3 separate regions of the Mus musculus genome follow, and regions 2 and 3 are each linked to region 1. Evidence: chromatin contacts called from public Hi-C and HiChIP or PLAC-seq data. All regions are on one chromosome and are shown on one strand. Each heading gives the region's core, a stretch centred on a gene start, on an enhancer-like site or on the middle of the called end of the contact. The rest is flanking DNA. Distances are from core to core; before and after follow the strand shown.

Region 1 (4,414 bases), core at 1,089-3,588:
CTGAAAAGCACCAATCCCATCCTGAGGCTCCTTGGTCATGATCATGCACACACACCCTTAAAGGCACCACTTCCTCATCCCATCTCCTTGGGGGTGAAGGTTTCAGCCCATGAGTTAGTCTCCTTATAGTGGGTCTGCTCTTCTCTCTGAGCTTCCATGTCCCTGCCAGTTGTGGGAGGGACTATTGCTAACAATCCCCGAAGCTACCAGGGCCAACTGCTGCCATGCACCCCATCCCTAGGAGGTTACTGACCTCTTATCAGCCCCTGGCCATTCTGTGTAGTAAAGAAGCAAGCATGAGCATATTTTCTGACGACAAGACAAGCATCGATTGAGCCATTCCCGTTTCTAACCTCCCTCTCCCTTTGCCCATCTTTCTTTTTCTGTTTTGAGCTGTGACAACTTTTACTTTTTACCTCTGATGTTTCAAAAAAGTCACCTTGAATCGGGAATTCCACTCGGGAATTCCACTCAGCACAGTCTTTCTTCCTGGGAACAGCACACCATGGCTAGCTCTAGGAAAGGATACGGCGACCCCTTGCTCAGTCAGGTTCAGGCTACACATGGCTGAATTCCGAGCCCCATTAGCCAATATTAATAATGAAAGAGGAATGACGGTAGAAGGCACAAATGAATCATGTCAACCTGCTCTCTTCCCGGAGAATCACTGAGGATTTAGCAGAGAGCAGGAGTTTCACTCTCACAGCTACAGAATATTTTTTACATAATGCATGCTAAACTTCACACTGACAGTCTCAGGAACTTTTCCGGTTGCCTTTTATTTCTACAATGATTAAATAATTTACTAGCTTACTTTTTTTTTTTTTAATCACCAAGACTAGTTTCTGCTCTAGGCAAAGCCAGGATAGAAACAGGTTCCATACAGTGCCCTAATAAACTTGCTTCAGACTCCAGGGCTGCGTGGATTGCATACTTTCCTTTCTGTCCTCTCCACACTTGCTCCTCCAATTCTTCTTAAACTGGGGTTAATGGACAATAGAAGTTTACGATGCTCCCCAAAGATGTTTTCAAACAAACAAAGGACAAAGACTTTCAAAGGTAGCTGATGCTGTGATCCAGGGACACTCACCAGGAATTCTACTCTTTGGTGAATCTGCCTTGTCCTGTAAAGATCTTTTAGAGAGGAGTGAGGGGTCATACATCAAAGCTGGTGTCCTCACTGAATGTGAGGAAATGCTCCTGTGTGCCCTCCTTCTTTAAAGCTCACCGTTTACCTGGGCTTGGGCTTGGTTATCTAGAACAGGAACCCTGGCCCAGGGAAAGGGAAAGGATTTGGGGCAAAGCCCAGATATCCTAAGTAGGTGATTTGGTCAGACCCAGCCCCATTGCCACACGGTCACATTTACTGCCTCTTCTTTCTTGTTAATAATTGGTGGTCAAGTACACAATCATTCTTGGCTGGGGGCTATCAATGTCCTCATCTTACAGGTAGGTAAACGTGACAGTCATGCCTGATTCTCAGGTCCTCCAGCACAGCCCTATTTCACCAGCACACTGCATCATAGAAGAGTTGCCCTGAGTGCATCGGGGGTCTACATGGTATCTTGTTAGGTCTGATGAAAAATGGATGTGACCTTCCTAAGGAAAGACAAAACGAGGGAAGAAGAGCCTTTGGAAGGTAAGGGCACTGGCCGGTGCTGAAGGCATGGCTAAACAAAGAAGATTTGAGAAAAGCTAAGGTCTATTTGGAAGTCGAAGCCTTGACAAAGAAAGGGACGTTGAAGGGAGAGGCTAGAGGAAAAAAGGGCAAATAAACAGCGTGGGAGATAGCTGAGGTCACACCTTTGGAGGAGACAGGACAGCAAAAAGAGGGAACAGAATGTGACAGGACGCATTGAGCAAAAATGCCAGGGAGAGCGATGGAACTGGGAAAGGCCTCTGGGATTTAAGTCTGTCACAGCGAAGACCACGAAAGAGTTAACATTTCTCGGCCGGCCGTTAAGCACAAAACCACGGTGTTTCATTTGACTTTGCCAGCTAGGTGGCTGTTTCTGCCTTCTCTCCCTCCCTCCCTCCTCTCTCAGCATCCCACAATGGGCAGAGGTAGAGTGTGAAGAGCATAGGTCCCTTCCAGTGCCAATACCTTCCTCTTCGGCCGTCTCTCCAGCTCTTTAAATGTACCCATGGTTCACAGAACCCCGGACAACTCTAAGGTTGCTTGCACACCCGCTTTCAGAGTTAAACTGCGAACTGCGCACGAACCAGCTCTGCCCCAGCCCTAGAAAGAATCTGTGCCTCAGTCCCCCAAGGCGGGTCCGCCCCTCCGCTTCATGCAGTTGGTAGCGAGTCGCGCGTGGTGACGTCAGTAGTACGCGCCCCAGCGAAGCTCTCCACCCGGCGTGCTTTCCGAGCCGGCTTCTTCCTTAACCGCGCTTCAGGTTCCTCATAACCGCTGGGCGTCAGGCCAGAGGCAGCGTTCGACAAACTTGAGACAATGTCGATGCTAGCAGAGCGTGAGTGTCTGCCGAGCTGGACGACCGGGTGATGGGATGACGGGGGCGCGGGTGTTCAGGCCCGAGTGGGGACAGCAGTGACTGCCGGGCCCGCGAGGGACAGAGAACAGCAACGTCCCGCAGACTCAGTTCCTGGTACTAAAGGCTCGGGTCGTGCGCGCACGCGTGCATTCCGACATTCAGGACACCGAGTCTCAGACTGTTGTTCCTGGAGATTCTTTCACTTTTCCAGGCTCGAACCAAGTGTCCTGGGGTTTCACAAAGATAGGTCCCATAGCATCGCTTCAGGCCCTGAATTCCAACTGTCCAAAATGTATTGGACCCAGAGGAAAAAAGCAGAAGGATTACAAGTGTCAGGCAGTGATAAGTTCTTGACCGGAGTGCAGGCTGATGAATGGTTTTAATCGAGACTGAGAGATAGTAGCTGTGGTTAGCCTCTGAAGTCCACTAATTCCCTCCCCAGAAGCTACTTTGTTCCTGAATGAGACTACGTGTAGCTATGGATTCTTGCCACCAGTTGGCAGTCGTGTGATGCTCACAAAGAACTGGCTTTTAACTTTTCCTGGAAGTTGTGTAGCTATCAAAGAACATAAACATATTATTTTCTTTTTTAAAAGATGCCATCGTGTCTATCGGGCAGTGGTGGCGAACTCCTTTAACCCCAGCCCTCGGGAGGCAGAGGCAGGCGAATTTCTGAGTTCGAGGCCAGTCTGGTCTACAGAGTGAGTTCCAGGATAGCCAGGGCTACACAGAGAAACCCTGTCTCGAAAAAACAAAACAAACAAACAAAAAAAGTCACTGTGGCGTTTTAGAACAAAGCATGTTTTAGTGGAGCACACTGCTTTTCCTGAAGGCAGCTCAATAGGTTATAGACTGGAAACTGCTCTTTCTAGGTAGATCCCTCTTCCTGGCAGTTCACCTGGTCTCTACTTCCATGAAAATGAACTAGTCTCTGCCTCACCCAGGCTTTAAAGATTTTAGTGAGGTAACTGGATGAATCTAGTTTGGAATGTCAGTGGTATACAGGATGAACAAGTGACCTGACAGCCAGTTCTTTATGCAGCAGGGCAGTGCATCTTGGGTCAGTATGTGACAGGGATGCCTTTCTTAGGGGAGAGGCGGGCTCCTTACAAACCTTGGTCAGCAACCCTTGGCAGGCATTCTCCACACATGGGTCTGACACACACATGCAGAGCACTGGTTAATATGGCTGTCTTTGCTGTGCTCATGAGCAAGACAGTGTTGTGCTGAGTATATTATATACCAGGTTGTTGAGCTGGTATCTATGGAACAAGTTTTTGGATCAGCTTTCCCTCCCCAGGTATAGCACTGCAAATTTGAATCCACAACTCAGTTTGCTTTGTGGTGCCCTCCCCCACCCCCGGCCTGCATGCTTATAGTGTTTCTTGGTTTTGCTGGGGTGTTTATAGATAAGGATCCCTACTGATTTTACGTGCAACACAGTGAGCTCTTTTGAGTAGATGTTGTGATCTTTTTCAGTTTTGAGGCCATTGATGTTAGTGTGCTTCAATGAATGCCATGGGTTAGCAGTAATGACATTCAATCTCCGGATTTCTTACTTGGCCTCACCTTTAGGTTCAGATTCATGTTCTATTGACCTAGTGGGTCATAGTTTTTCCTCAAATTTGTAATAGTGAAGCCAGATGTGATGGCTCATGCCTGTGATCCCTGCCAAGTGGTGGAGGATGGTTACCAGTTCAAGGCCACCCTAGGCTACAGAGCCCGACTGTCTCAGATAGCAGACAATAAAGCTACAGTGATAAGCTTGAGTTCTTAGGGACCAGTTATTTATATTCATTTCGGAGAAAGCTTTACCTGAAACCCAGGGCCGTTCCCCTTATTTCAGCTATTCATTCCTTTTTCCTTTCTTCCTTTACTTCTCTCCTACCAGACTCCTTTATGTATCCATGCATCCTTAT
Region 2 (4,362 bases), core at 1,717-4,216, 620 kb before region 1:
TGAAACCATAAAAAGGATTGTGAAACTCCTTAATCGTACTGTGCATCATGTGGGTGTCAAATCAGACAAGTCACACGTTTCTGCAAATAGTTACATTTTAAACACTTTGCAGACTATATATGGGGACCAGAAAAGCAGGCGGGTTGAAAAAGGCCACTTTACAGAACTCTGGGAAGTGCTCCCTACATGACTTTTTCTTGTGGAACTGAAGATCCACCCAAACCAGAATTGATTCTTGATGCTTAACAGCATCCTTCCTGGCATCCTGGGTTTTGTCATTACCAGAGACTATGGTGTGTGTGTGTGTGGGGGGGGGTGTCCCTCTATTTTCCTAACACACCTGTTAATTCCAATCCTTCCTCTCTGAACCTCTATTAAGTAAAGGTGTCTACATTCATTGTTTCACTGAAGACAAGACTGCAGTATAGGTGAAACTTGTTGAAGATCAACGGACACTTGAAGTGGGGCACTGGAGGACTTTGAGTATTTGCAATTCCCCTTGAGAAGAGGCAGCTACTTTTGATTGGTTTCTATTTTAGTCAGTGATGCATCTGCAGTAATATTAAATGAACTAGATACAAACCCTGGGGCCTGTCCCCTTCCTGAATAAATAACTTTCGACACTTCAGTCCCTCATCTGTAAAGTGCAAATATTATAGGTGTCTTACAGTCATTGGAGGATTATGGCTGTATTATAATGCAATACACACAAAACATTCATGACCAGATCTTAGAAGCCTTAGGCACACACATGATTCAACAGCCATGAATGCAGATCTCCAGGTTACACCACAAGAGAGTACCTGGGATGTAATTTATACTTACGATAAATCATCATCTTTATTACTGTAAAATTCTGGAATTGGGCATTTAGTATATGCACTAATGTTTCCCCCATCTTTGCATCATCTCTAGCAACAAGGAAATCATGACAAAGTGTGCGGTCACACGGTGACTGATAAATTGTTTTATATTTACTTCTTCAAAATGTGCAATAAACTACCAGCTTGGTGGTTGAATATTTCCTTCTAGCAATACAATAAACTGTCGGCTTAGTGGTTGGACATTTCCTCCTAGCAAATTTGGCTGGAGGATGGATACAAGAAACTTGACCTAAGATCACCAACTTTTCCCTTTAAAAAGAAAGGCATAAAGTTTTAAACTTTCTGGAAATCTCTGGACTCCGATAAGCAACTATGCAGATTTACATTGATTAAAAAAAAAATCCACCATTCAATTTTTAAGTCAAGTAGTTGTCCTAATTAATTACACTTTCTATAATGTCAACTCAGGAAGTTATTTTTTTAAGGTAATACACGTTTTCTTTTCTTGACTAACAGCAGTTAAAAGAAGAGATTTAGAATTCTGTAATCTAACTTACAGTATACGTGTGGTGTTAATGTGCAAGCCTGAAAAACTGCAAGCACTAAATCCGTTTGGGATCGCAGGCTTGTGGGCAGAAGCTCTCTGAAGTTTCAAATGAGTGATGCTTTAACCTGATGTTGAATTTCTAGAACAATAGAAGGTGGAGAAGATATCCCTCTTTTCTGGAAAGGCCAGAAACCATTCTCCTGGGTGGATTCTTGCCTATCTATGATCTGGGGCCCAGTAACCTCCATCTTTTCACTTAAGTCTAGTCCGGCCTGGCCTAGACTTTTCTCTCTCTTTCAAATCACCCTACAACGTTCATCCCAAGTTCCCCAACAGAAAGAAAATTATTTCTCTTTTCAGGATTTAGTCCACAGCTTTTCTGGAACCTGTTTTTGAGAGTCAGAAAATACACCGCGCTGGAATGTGTCTTTTTACAGGTCTTTCCTTTAGGCTCCCGCGGGTCTCTCCGGTCCCCGCCACACTGAGAATGGTCACTAACCAACTTATACACTAACCCTCCGTAATCTCCCCAGGTAACCTTTCTTTCTTCTAATGTCCGAAGCGTCCTTCCTGGCTGCCTTCCTTTTCCAAAGGTACAGGAAATAAATTCCCGAGGTGCTTCCCAGCAGCGCGGCCTTATTTCCCCGGATCCTTTACTGCCTCGGGTCCCTCACTATCCTCTTCCTTTCAACCGAAAAGCCCCTCTTTCCTTCCACCTGGTGAAAGTTCATCACCCAGACATCTCTTCCCCAAGAGTAACAACTGCCAACTCTCCCGGGTCACATCCAAGCGATAGAATACGTGAATCAGGGGAGCTTGAGCCGACTACCCAAGACTATCCCTGATTTCCGCCGGGGTTTTGGCCCTGGGTCGCTTTCTCCCCGAAAGCGGTGTATGTGGGTAGTATTCAGCAGTGCATAACACACACAATTCCTGAGCCCTAGAGGAGTTTGAGGAGGTTGGACAGAAAGCAGAAGAGATCCGCAAGTTTCCGAGCCTATCTCCAAGGGCCTCCAGCCCTCCCCCAGGTCCCAGGGCTGCCTGCCACTGCCACTCTGCACTCCCTGCGTGGCAGGCTGGAGACACTATCCTATCTGCACCCCAAAGTGTGGGCTATGCGGCCTGTCCAGGGTCAGTCGGTCAGAGAGATTACACGGGCCCTGGCCAGTGGGATGGAAGGCAGAGTTGGAGAATCTGCAAACAGGACGGATTAAAAGGATTCATGTTCCCTCCCAAACAATCCAAACGCACCTCTCCAGCACCCATCAGTTTTTGCTGCTAATCAGTCTCACTTGATTTAATAGTCCTCGCTAGGCCAAAGTCAAAAGCGGAGCAGTTTTTAGCCAATCTGGGGGCACTGGAGTGACCGGCGTCTCCTTTCCCAGCTACCTACCTCCCTATTCCAGGCAAACTAGGGCGGCGGACTTGTGAGTTTCTCCTGCCCCGGAAAAGAGCAGGGACTCGGGGAACCCTACCTGGCCAGCTCCAGTTTCCCAGAAAACCGGCGCGATCTCCGTGAGTCCGCGGAGCTGCAACTGCGGCTGAGCCTCGGGCGGCCACTCTGCGGGCCTCCGGCTTGTCCCCTGCTCCCGGCGCGGTTCCCCGGGCCCCCGCGTAGCGATCGCCTGCGCTGACTGGCCTAAGGGAGTCACGTGCAAGGGCGGGGGCGGGGGAGCCCGGACCCGGCAGCACCTCCGCCCGGCGCCCGCCCGCAGGACTCTTCCCAAAGCTCCCCCAACAGGCAAAGTCCATGCGCGCGGAACTCTCGGGGAAGGAAAGCACTCAGTGCCGGGCGCTCCGTTCTGCCCTCAGTGCAGCCCGACGTCCTTGCGGTTTGCTGCTCTGCCAAGGATCGTGTTTATTCTCCTTCTCTTTCCTCCCTACTCTCAGTGGTCCACGTCCAGCGCCCTGTTCAAGGGGCGGGGCTGGTAGAGGAGAAGGTGACCTCGCACACTGGGCTCATGGTCGCCGGTGGGGCACTGGGTCACCCGGGATGCCTTGCTAGCCTCAGATCTACGGGGCCCTTGAAGTGAGCTCGGGAGAGGGTCAGGAGGCACTAAAACCTGAACTGGCCCTTAAGGTCAGTGCCTAGAGACGCAAGCGCTCTTTTCTCCTTCCCACGAGCCGGTGGAGACTGCAAGGCGCCGAGAACCTCCACCAGCCCAGGAGTTTATGTATTTATACAAAACGCGCACCCCTCGCCGCCGACACTTCTTCCCACTCCTGCGGTCTCCCGTCCCTTCTCATCACTCCCTGTAGCCCTCACCGACTGGGGTCCAATCAAAAGGATGAAGTGGGGGTGGGGAGCCTGGTCTCTAACCTTAGAGCCCATTCAAGGACTGTAGTTCCTTCCCTAGGGTGGGGGTAGGGAGGGTGCCAGACCTTAGTTTGGAGTCGGCGTCAGTGCCTGTAGGCCCTGGCGCAGTGGAGCTGTGAGGGGAGAGTCCCTCAGACAGGTCTAAAGGTTAATAGAGCAATCACAGGGCCCTATTACCGCGTAAAAATAACCCATCGATTACCACAGCCTTCAGCTGCAGATAACAGCTCTCTGGTGGCTCTCGCGCTTTGGGCTAAACTTTTTTTTTTCTTCTTTTAAGCCCTCATTTCTCTCCCCGGCACCGGTTTCCAATACAAGATTAGAGGGGTCAGGAGAGGGCTGGAATACCACCTGGTAAGAACCCTGTGCAGCCCGAGAAGGCTCGGGATGGCACCGGCTCCCGCAGTTCGAGGACTGACTGCAGATTGCTATTGCTATTGCCCCGCCAGTGCAAAAGCAACCCAGGCGCTAGGAACAGGCTGGGACGCCGAGCCAATTGAAAGGGAAAACCCGTGGGACTTTGGCCAACCCGTGGGGATCTCAGGAAAATCCCAGAGGAAGGACTGAGCACGGCTGCGCCGGGGGAATTCTCTTTTCCAAACCGAAGGGGCCCGAGGTCCAGAGCGGCTCTAGAGGAGAGAAAACTGAGGCCCGTCAGGGGTGCTGAGCTGCCC
Region 3 (4,352 bases), core at 1,561-4,060, 670 kb before region 1:
AATTTTAAAAAATATTGGATATTTTAAAGGGATTGAAATTTTAATATGTAAGAATTTGTAAAGACTGTGGGACTTTTAAAGTCATTTAGATCTTGGGGATGAATAAGAAAGTAAGGGTTGGCCGGGCAGTGGTGGTGCACGCCTTTACCCATCTACAGTCAGATCACACAGCTAAGCAGAAGCAGCAGCAGCAGCAGAGACCACACATCACTGTCCAGAATTCACCCCACATCTCCTCCATGCAGATCCTCATAGCTAAGCAGGAATACCAGAGTACAGCCAGTCCTGCCCGGTTCCTGTCTCCCCACTCAACGTGAAAGACGGGCTTAGCAATAAGGATGCAACAGGAGGAAGTAGAGGTTATCCCAGAAGGACAGAGGACTCATCTCTCAGCCAGTGTAAAGCAGGCAAGGCAGGACAGGATGGCACAGTGGCATCTGAAGAGAGACTAAAATTACCATGGTAAACTGAAGAGATGGGAGTGGTAACAGAATTGAAGAACAACAGAACAATGTGCCCAAGCAGGGGAAACATGGCCACACCCTGGGTAAGCATTAACTAGGCTGCAGGCAACTAGTGCGAGCAAAGAACAACTTGGGGCAGGGGTCGGTCCACGGGAGTCCCTGAGTGCCCTGGAGGAATTCTCCCACTCGGGACGAGGTCTGAATTCAGATCCTTGACAGTGTCCAGCCCTTACGTCACAGCTGGCTTACGGGGACCCGGGGCACCGCATCGAAGACGCACATAAGTCAAAAGAGTTCTTCTGATCCTGCGTGGGGTCATCAGGTCCATCCTTTTCAGACATTCTTCACAGCCCCCAGTCCATTGTGACAGGATATGTCACACCAAGAGCAAGGCCACATGCAGTCCTAGCGTGGCTGTCCAATGCTTAAAGAAAGGATACCACTAGCCATCTTCAAGGCTACATGTCTCCAGGGGAGGTGGGGTGAACCAGCACAGCTGTGTGAGACCTGGGGAAGCAAGACTCACCTGAGCATCCTGGAGCCACAGAGACTGAAAGGCGGCAGGGTGGAGCTTCTTACTGCTGCCCCCCGTCTTGACCACCTTCTGGCCCACAAAGGGGGAGACAAGATGGTGAAACTTCCTCACAGATGGCCCTTCTGGCATCTCTGCCGGTAGAAAGCTACAAAGGAGACCCCTGACTTAGCCTGGCCTTCCCTTAGCCCAGCATGTCTGATGACCAGTGTGGCACCCCAAGGAGTGAGTTTGGGCCACCCACTTTAAGAATATAGATGCCAAAAACCAGCTGAACTGAGGTGTGGTGTGTGTGTGTGTGTATGGGGGGGGAGGGTCAAACCTCAGAGAAGACTGAGCTGGGAAAGGGATAAGGGCTTCTCAGCAATGGTTTCTCTTCCTGGCCCCTCAGCCTTAACCACACAGCAAATACTAATCACTATAGTGTGCTAGATGTCACGTAGCAGGTACTGTCTACTTCGAAGGTGCTGCCACCTCAGTGGTCAGCCACTCCTTGTTTGGTTGGTTAAGACAGAGTCTTGCTACTCCATAGCTCTAGGTGAGCTGAAACTACGTAGTCCTAGCTGTCCTCAAACGTTCATTCCAACTCTCTTCTGACTGATCCATACTTGGATCTGGCTCTCTCGGGACCACCTCAGGTAAAGGAGATCGGAACTAGTTATGTGATCTCTAGAAATGGTTCTCTATCTGTAACCACAGTGCTGGCAGAACTCGGAAGCATGACAAGTAGACAGCAGCCAGGCAGGTCTACACGTCACCCCTCCCCTCTCTGTCCTCAACCATCCAAAGTCACCGGGAGCCACCAGGATGAGATCGCCTGGGTAGCCTACACCCAGACTTTACTGAGCAGGCGTTGTCCTCCCATCCCCCACTCAAAGCTCTACCTAACCTCACCCGCCACTTACCAACACCACGCTCATAAATTGAGGTAAAAATCAACAAAGGCATACAGCGGGTAGTTATTATTGCAGTGTTTCTAAAAGCCAGGGTGGCTGTTAAGCCTCACTCTGTAGCCCAGGCTGGTCTTGAACTCTGAACAATCCTTCTGCCTCAGTCTCCCAAGTGTGAGCCATATACAACTTCCTCCCTACTAAGACATTTAAAATATACTTTAATCGAAGAATCAGGATGCCCCAGACATCCTGAAAATTCTCGTAGCTTCATAAATAACACAATCAATTATGCGATTTTTCTTTCTATCTTGAGACAGGTTTGCCTATATTTCAAATGCCAAGCTGGCCTAGAGGCCACTGTGTATGAGTGGTCTCCAGCACATCACAACCCCTGGTTTATGCTCAAACCCAGGGCATCTTGCAAGCATCCCTTTACCAACTGGGCTACGGCCTCAACGATGCTTAACTAAATTCATTTGCGCTTAGATTCCCATTCACACACTCGGAAATGTGGTAACAGTTCACCTACTCTGACCTTCAGGGAAAGCTGCCGGGCTGGAAGCCAGCTTGCCAGGCACTGGTACCCTAACCACCTCTAAGTTCAGTCTTCCTGGCTACCGGCAGAGAAAGTTCTGGAAAATACCGCCAGTATGATGCAGCATGCAGCCCTAATCTTAAATCTCTCCGGCAAGCCTTTAATCCCTCAAGGCCAGCCACACAACTACACAGAGGCCCTGTCTCAAAACAGACAAACAACTCTCCGCCCCTAGGTATGGTTTGATGGACAGGAAAAGAATGGGAAGAGCTGATGAGAGAGAACCTTGGGCTTCGTCGCTAGGGTGAGGTGGCCAGGCTGCGCAGGACGTGGTCCCTTTTCTCCAGGAGCCAGGAGAAAGTCTTAGGCCACAGCGTTTCCTAACCCTTCCGAAGGGGGAGGGAACACATGAGGGTCACGAGGGCTCAGGGAGTCGGAAGGCAACGTGATCAACAAAAACAAACTTACAACCAGGCTGCGCATGTCCAGAAGAGACACTGCTTAATTTTTCTGTGAAAACAAGTGTTAACTACGTGCACGTGTGGGCTACAGAGGGCAGGGAGGAGGCTGACGCAGCCCCAGGTGGGTCCCGGGAAGATGTACGCTCCCAGCAGTCGCAGCAGGAGTCACCATCCACCTGCGCCTTCCAGACCAGGGCGGGGAGGACGAGTTCAGCCATTGGAGCGCACGGGGTCCGTAGCCCGGTAGCTGGGGTTCCGCTGGCTCCTCCCCGGAGGGGACCGGAAGCTACTTCCTGGACTCAAGGGCTCCTCCCCCGGGCCGAGCTGGTCTTGGAGGTGGGTGGGGAGCTGCGGATTCCTCTCCTGTTAGATGCTGAAGGTGGGGTACATCCCTGATGAGGAGCTTCAGGTTTCTTCCCTGGAGGCGCTGCAGGTGGGGGTTCACTTCGGGATGGGTGATGGAGGCATCTCTACTTGGGCTCCCCCTGCAAGTAGGAGGGATGTTGCGGTCTCCTTCCCGGGGTGACCACTGGAGGCTCATCTCTCTGTCTCCCCACCCCTACCATCGCCCCCTCCCTCTCCCCTCCTGAAACCACCACCGTGATTCAAGCTCTTTCTCTGGGAAATAACTCTGGGAGCACCTTCGCCTACCCTCCAGAGTCACCATACCTCTGAGTTATCCCTCCCCATCTCAAGTCTCCCCGTTTCCTCTCCCAGGCTTGCCTGGGAAAGAGTGGACTGGTACTGAGAATAGGCAAGCGCTCAGAATCCAAAGGTCTTGAGTGGCTCAGGCCAAGGCAGACATTTCAGTTTCTCCACACCCTTCGCGAAGGTTTTTTTGTATGGGTTTTGTATTTTTGAGACAAAGCCTGGCTAGTCCTGAACTCGTGCATGAACCGACAAAGTTAGTTCCTTTAGTACTGGGATTTTTAAACACGGCTAGCACACCTGGCCTGTAACACTTTTAAAGAGTGAGATTTATTTACTTTTGCTTTGTATTATTTTAATCATCTTTGAGTTTATACTATACGCTTTTAAAACGTTGTGTATTGAAGTGTTTTCTTAAGAGATTAAAGATGATACCAGGTTATTCAAAAAATAGGTCGCCAAGAACGGTTGGAGCCAGCACTGTACAGGATGTCAAGAGACCTTTGGTGAACTCCGTGGCCTTCGGAAGTGGCTAAGGTGTCAGTCTCTGAACTTGGCCGGCATGGGGGAGACAGCCCTGCTTCAAGGAGGGGTTCAGCTAGCCTTCTACCATATCGCTGACTGTAGGGCAAGAATAGGAAGTAAGGAGAGGAGGCCTCTAGTATCTCAGAGGTACAAAGCTCCCCTCAAGGCAGAGGGTGAGCTTGAAGGTGCGACATTTGCAGGAGGGGGTCCCTTCTTTTTGTGTATATAAGGACCGGGGCATGTGTTCCCACTTTCGGTATCTGGCATCTTGGGAGACTCACATCTTCTGCAGGA

What was found. A called contact is a pair of places that touch in the nucleus more often than the background predicts. HiChIP or PLAC-seq counts read pairs in DNA pulled down with a chosen protein or histone mark.
Region 2: an H3K27ac HiChIP or PLAC-seq map of extraembryonic endoderm stem cells shows a contact between it and region 1. The contact joins the promoter of Gata4 here to the promoter of Pinx1 in region 1. A contact is called at or near these places in 1 of 115 datasets of contacts at active chromatin or transcription factors (extraembryonic endoderm stem cells) and 1 of 9 other capture datasets (embryonic stem cells).
Region 3: a contact with region 1 is called in a Hi-C map of CD4 T cells, with 5 times the contacts expected there. The contact joins the promoter of Neil2 here to the promoter of Pinx1 in region 1. A contact is called at or near these places in 4 of 39 promoter capture datasets (cranial neural crest, embryonic stem cells, hippocampal neurons and 1 more), 2 of 484 Hi-C or Micro-C datasets (B cells and CD4 T cells) and 1 of 115 datasets of contacts at active chromatin or transcription factors (embryonic stem cells).

Annotation. Positions count from the first base shown.
Region 1 is chr14:63,857,974-63,862,387 of GRCm38.p6, forward strand. It overlaps Pinx1 (PIN2/TERF1 interacting, telomerase inhibitor 1), which reads left to right and starts at 2,339. Exons shown (of 7, transcript NM_028228.3): 1 at 2,339-2,474. The coding sequence starts at 2,456.
Region 2 is chr14:63,242,305-63,246,666 of GRCm38.p6, forward strand. Gata4 (GATA binding protein 4) reads right to left here and starts at 2,967. Exons shown (of 7, transcript NM_008092.4): 1 at 2,847-2,967.
Region 3 is chr14:63,190,715-63,195,066 of GRCm38.p6, forward strand. It overlaps Neil2 (nei like 2 (E. coli)), which reads right to left and starts at 2,811. Exons shown (of 5, transcript NM_201610.2): 1 at 2,710-2,811; 2 at 991-1,144. The coding sequence starts at 1,128.